2 separate regions of the Gasterosteus aculeatus genome follow, and region 1 is linked to region 2. The links are chromatin contacts, called in public Hi-C maps. All regions are on one chromosome and are shown on one strand. Each heading gives the region's core, a stretch centred on a gene start, on an enhancer-like site or on the middle of the called end of the contact. The rest is flanking DNA. Distances are from core to core; before and after follow the strand shown. Region 1 has its middle 6.2 kb from the start of crip2. Region 2 overlaps mideasb (mitotic deacetylase associated SANT domain protein b).

Evidence for each region. Hi-C and Micro-C count contacts between places; a contact is called where the count stands out from the background.
Region 1: a Hi-C map of whole body shows a contact between it and region 2, with 2.6 times the contacts expected there. The contact joins two enhancer-like sites. A contact is called at or near these places in 2 of 6 Hi-C or Micro-C datasets (skeletal muscle and whole body).

What each region holds. Positions count from the first base shown.
Region 1 is chr15:11,906,641-11,909,720 of fGasAcu3.hap1.1, forward strand. No RefSeq gene overlaps it. Among protein-coding and RNA genes, the nearest start is that of crip2, 6.2 kb to the left of the region's middle. Within about 2 kb of position 1,386, at least 1 of the 9 cell types and tissues checked has open chromatin away from gene starts, as enhancers often do.
Region 2 is chr15:11,852,414-11,855,527 of fGasAcu3.hap1.1, forward strand. It overlaps mideasb (mitotic deacetylase associated SANT domain protein b), which reads left to right. Exons shown (of 13, transcript XM_078089665.1): 13 at 1-2,233. Among protein-coding and RNA genes, the nearest start is that of crip1, 15 kb to the right of the region's middle. Within about 2 kb of position 1,563, at least 1 of the 9 cell types and tissues checked has open chromatin away from gene starts, as enhancers often do.

The sequences.
Region 1 (3,080 bases), core at 136-2,635, 54 kb after region 2:
GCAGTCAGAATGTCTGACCAATCAAGGTTTTTCCCTTTCTGCAGCATCATGCTGTTTAAGTAAAACTGATAATGATCGATACGTCCCGGAGACGCCGTCTTACTCAGCGGATGCATCAGTGGTGGATGTGCAGTGTGAGCATCGCTGACGGAGCATCAATCAGCAGTATTGACTCACATCTGTGTCAATCATGCAGTGTGGAGACAGCTTCACAGAAATGTTCTTTCAAATCTTGGCAAATACACTAATTTGCTTTCTTGATATAGATTACTGTGACGGTTCCCTACTGTGTTACTTGTGTGTGTGTCTCTTTTAACGGCAGGTTGCTGGAGAGTGCTAAGTGGCGACACCAGGTGCGCCAGGTTAAAGCGCCGCCTTCCTGGCAACTTGGGTGACTGATCACTCCGCGCCTCGTCGGAAGCCATCGGATGTGGATTGTCCCGCCGAGATCTAACGTGAAATAAAGACTTCATCTTTTGGTCAACTTGCTGCGTCTCCTGTTTTAGGTCATGGCTGTTAGAGGCAGGTCGTGACAATTACCGTACTGTCAGCAATAATGTTAATACGGGTACACACGTCTAAATTCTGTAGAGTGATAAGGAAGTTATTTGCACATTAAGCGTTTAGCTTGAATTTAACCAAAAAATAATTAAGTCTCCTTACTACAGGTTAAATTAGGTGAAAATTCAGTCAGGAAGACCGGACAGTTCTGTGCCGTTCCCTGGTGGCCTCCTCTCTCCCTGGGGGCGCACGGCCAGCTGATTTGTGGCGGGGTCGGGTAGTATCAGACGTGGGTGTCGTTACCGTAAATCAATTGCATTGGTGCAGGCAAACGTTAAAAACTGCTGTCTTTTCCTATCAGTTGGCATTTCAGTACGCACCAAAGGTGACCCGCCACCACCTCCAATCTACAGCAGAACCTGGCATATCAGGAGATTGGTGCAATTTAGGCTCTACCACCACCACCAGTGTCTGGACTCCCAAAGGGGGGGGATATGCCTCATCTCGGCTCGAGATCCCGGCCTCTGGTCTATCCTGCGGCAGGATGGAGTCCAACCCCCAAACAACTTTGCAATATCAATATTATGCATGTTATAATAAAGCATTGTTCAAATTTCAACAAGTCTCTCCGGATTGAAATGAGATTTAAAAGGTTATTTATCAGACCACCCCAAGAAAATGTATGCATTTCCTTCACGTCCTCTACGCTTGTCTCGGCTGGGCTCGGACCGGGTCCCATTGGCGGCGGGTCTAAGAAGCAGTTAGCCAATCACTGATAAAGTTAATGAGTGACATTATAATTTCAGCTAAATCCATTGAGATTTGGGCCAGCCCTTCGCCACCTTACACTGCGCTCTCGTCAGGGCGAGTCTCGTGATGCGCCGGTTGACAACATAACAAGAGCGACCACCGGCAGTGTCCTTCCAAGAAGACCCGAACTCTGTACGAGAGAAGAACTTTGCCGGACAAAGTAGAGGTAAAACAGGTGGACCCAGCCTGACCTCGCAATCAGAAAACGGACCGGCGTGAAAGGGAAGCCGCATGACGCTTCTGTAGAGACTTCTACAACGGGATGTTTAGCTAGCTAGTTAGCTACATTCTAACGCTGTATATACGCGCAGGACGCCGCCGTGTTAAGCCTAGTTTATGCTTCTGCATTTTTATAGCGACGCAAGGACACGCACACGCAAAAGCCCCTTGCATGCCCCTTGCGTGCGTCGACGGATTTTTCTAGACTTCTAGACTAGCATCAAAAGCTACGCAGCCCGCAAGGCTGTGATTGGTCTGCTGACTACATCCTTTCCGGAGTCTCACATTTACGGTTTCATAGCATAATACCGCCATTATTAAAACGGAGATTTTTCACGAGAGAATGGTTCAGATTGAAGAGCTTTTGTCGGAGGAAATCCGTAAATATGACCACGTATACAACCCGTCATTTCGGGGAACTATAAGAACGCGCGGATGGCCTCTGATTCATGGAGGGAAATCTCTGCAAACGTCGGTTTGCAGAGATTTTATTGCCCCGTGCATCGCCACTGCTGCTGAACTATGAAAAAAGATAATGCATTCAATTTCCCATTTGTTGAGTATGTGTGAGTAAATGGACTGATTACTGCTGGGTATAATTTAAATCCTTTTTTGATGTGACTATGCTTCAACTTCAAACCTCTTACAACTATGGCATTGAAGTTGGGTCAGAAGTATCTCAAATTTAAATCCCCAAGAGAAACTGCTTTCGCTTTCATATGTACTCAAACTGATGAAGTATGTCCACAAATAATATCACTCGCTGTTCATCTCTGGAGCCCATTTTCACAATAAAACATTCAGCTCTTGAAACATTTTCTGTACCTCAGCAATAAACCCAAGTCTGTTTCTTCCATGTGGGCAGGACATTTCCTCTCTGCCATACGCAATAAAACAAACTGGCCACATTCAGCATATGAAAAAGGTTTTGTTCCAGTAAAGCTCTTAATTGAACCCTTTGAACACGGCCGGTGCTGCACTGTACTCACCCGGTACAATTAAATACAGTATAGTTGTTTTCTACCGTCTGCCAGGCTCTTTGGGTCATTTCTTGGAAGAACTGGACATCCTCCTGTCCAACTTCGTAGCAACATCTGCTCCCTCTCTTCCTATGCCCCTATGCGAACATCGGAAAGGAAATGGCGCAAACTACCTTGACTGAAAAGACTAACAAATTGTAGCACTTGAATTGTACTTATAATGGCTCTTATAGCAAGTTGTAAATCAGCTTATTTGATTAAATTAAAAATTGTTCTTTTGAGTTTGTATCCCTATGGTAGCAATGCACTCATTGTAAGCCGCTTGGGATAAAAGCGTCAGCTAAATGTCATCTAATGTAATGGAAAACACCAGACCCCGTCCTGTTTAAGGTGCTTTAAGAGAAGCAGGCGAGCATGCAGGCAGAACAGCATCTATTCTCTGCAGGTCTACAGCGGTTAAACGTTCTGGACACGTTCTCCTCTGCCGTCATGGCCTGGAGCCTTGACATGACAGTTTTTCTCACAGAAATCAACACAATGGCCGTAATAACCTTTGGGTTTATAATAATA
Region 2 (3,114 bases), core at 313-2,812:
GCGGGGGGGGTGCAGCGAGTTCCTCTGCTCTCGGACGGACACAGACGGACAGGTGGCACGTACAAACTGTTTTGACGCCCCTCCTGCACTCAAAGCTGCCGAAAAGCTTTTCTCAGACGCATGATGTGCACTAAATGAGCCCCCCCCCCCCATCTGAGCGTTGTCCTTTTGTTTTGTGAATCGCCCCTCTGTTCGTGTCACTTTTCTATAGTTCCCAGTTTGTTCCTCACTGTTGATGCCTTGGATGTTGTAATGCTTTTTATCTTAAAATGACAATCAATTTTACACTTGTTTTTTTATAAATGTATAAACAGGTAGACGTTACTTTTAATGCCTGTGTTGCTATATGTGGTTATTGTTTTTGTGAATATTCCTGTTGATTATCATTTATTATTATTATTATTATTATATCATTCTGATCTGGGCTGCAATTCAATTAAGCGCTATTTTCTTTCTTGTCCATAGCATTTTTTTTTTTCTTGCTACCGTTCTTTTTATTTAAATAGAAAAACAAAAAACAATGCTAATTGCTGCCTGTTTATAACTGTGACATCTTCTTGGAAGCTAGAAATGAAGAAATGTATGTGCAATAGAACAACTTGACACCCCCCCCTTGCTTCTCAGGATGCCTTGTTGTCAACCCTGTAACCGATAGGAGGCACCGACTGTTGCAGACTACAGGTCTCCATGGATACAACAAACTGCACAGAAAAATTCAACACGTGTTTTGGAAAGTGATCTCAGGCAGATGATGACGTGACCACTAACATGAAGGTTTAGCTCCAGTAAACAATTGGCTGGTAAAAACATTAAGACAGCAGCAGAAGCCCCCCCCCCCCCCCCCCCCCCCCCCCACCTATGAACCAAACTGAAACCTTATTAAGGAGATTTTAAATGAAACGTGATATATATCTCTAATTATTTTATTATTTTTTACAACCACATATCAAATGTCAGTAACTATTGAAATCAACAAAGCTCCATTTAGAGGAAGAGAAGAATTCTTTCCTGTAAACTTAAACTAGTGTTTTTAATGTTTTGAAGATATCTTCTTACTTACACACTTTTCCCACAGTCTTTAAATAATTCAGTAAATAGTTTACTGTCCTAAGAAAGAAAGAATATTTATTTTCTGCCAAACTAGTGGGGGGTTTTGAGTGCTGTTATCAGAATTCTACATTCACAAATATAAATTCCCAGTTTGCTGATATTCAGGGAGTCTAAATTGAAAAATATTATGCCAGGAAAGTATTGGAGTGGAGTCCGTCTTGTTTCCGAGCCTGTGTTCAGATTGTTGTGACACTGACGCTGTGTCGAAACCTCGGCCATGCGGGTCAGCGGTTTACTGAAGGGCAGCGTGACTCTGCAACAAACTCCGGGGCCAACGTGGCCAACGTTTGAATGCAGTTGGGGGGGTGGAAACAAATCCGAACGTCTGAAGTGGACTGTAAATATGTCGTGTGTATCTGCGGTCGACTTTGTTTCTGTGATCTCTGCTGCGTGTTTCTGCGTTGCGCCCGGGGGCCCGGAGCCAGCTGCTGTTATCACAGCGACGAGTGGGTTAGAGGGTAGTTTTCCTTTCCAGGACAAACCACAGAGGGGAAGTTCAACCACAGAGGGGAAGTTCGGGGGGGGGGGGGGGGTGCTCCAAATACCGGTTACTCCGCAAAAAACGGTGTCTATGCACAGACTGTGTGTGTGTGTGTGTGTGTGTGTGTGTGTGTGCGTGTACGTGCGTGTGTGAAAGGGGTCAAAGCCAGTCAAGAGGAGGAAAAGAAAAGGTTTTTGCAGACTGTTTGCGACATGTGTATTTATATTTCCTTTTTATTTGGGCTTGTCTTGAAGTCGTCATTGTCGCCACCAAGATGATTTTTCAAGCTGTTTTGAGAAGTTTAAAAAAAAGCAGAATTCTAGATGAAATGGAGGCTGTTGAGATAAACGCACGGCTGTAAACTTTCCTTATTTCATCCAGTTGCTAAAGGGAATTGGAAGCGGACAAATGTTTTATTTAGCTAAAAAGTTAGACACAAATATATCAGAATGAAATTCTACGTTTGCATACTTTCTATGCTATTTTCATACATGGGGTTCACACTAATGAGGAAACATGAAAAGGAATCTCCAGTGCATTTTATTACCGTGTAACTTATTGGTTTCAATTTGATTTTTACCACCTTTTTGTTTTTAGTAATGATTTACAAAGCACTGTATATTAAAATTTTAGAATCTTCAAGAATCTTTTTGGAGTGTTTTTTTTTTAAGTTGTCGACATTGTTGCTAAATGCTTCAGAGGAGAAGCTGCACAAGGGGGCAGCATTGCTGCAGTCTCGTAAAACCGCTAAAGTTATACATATTATTATTGGTTTGAATAAATGTGTTGAGCTGAAAAAGAGGAAAGCATCTCCTCTACCCAGTTTACTATATTAATATATATATAATAATATATATATATATATATATAATATATATATGACATTCTACAATGTGGACAAAATAATTTATGGCATCACAGCATAGAGCGATGGGCAATTGTTCTATATTACCACAAATTCTGAATTTAAGTTAAGATACTTGACAAACTAAGAACTGGGATTTTAATTTCTTTATTATGTTGCATTTGAAAGTGAAATGAATCCTTTTGATTTTGTGATAATCATTTCAACCAAATCATGCTCAGAATGTGAAATATTTAAACTTCAGTGCAAAATATCAAGGAATCTAAACTGAGACAAAACAACCGTGATCCGTCTCAGTAAAGACACAGTGTCTCTTTATGTAAAATCAATAGTTCTAGTGAATTTTGAGTTCAAATTGAAGCTGCCAACGTGCACAAACTCCCTTTTTCTTACTGATTCTTACTGTAATGTTACTTTGTTTATTGCTTCTGTTTTCTTTCATTTACACCTGTCGCCATATTTTGTTTACCGCGCTGGGATTTTTCTCCTCGATGAAGCAGTTCGTTGTAGAAAAGGTCAATTTTTCTTTTCTTTCTTTTTTTTAATGTTTGATTATTTCAATGTAAGTGTCTTTGAGTACAATAAAAAGCGATATACAAATAAAATAAATAAATAAAAATAATGGCGATACAAGGAGGTGGGGAACTGCCAACTCCCA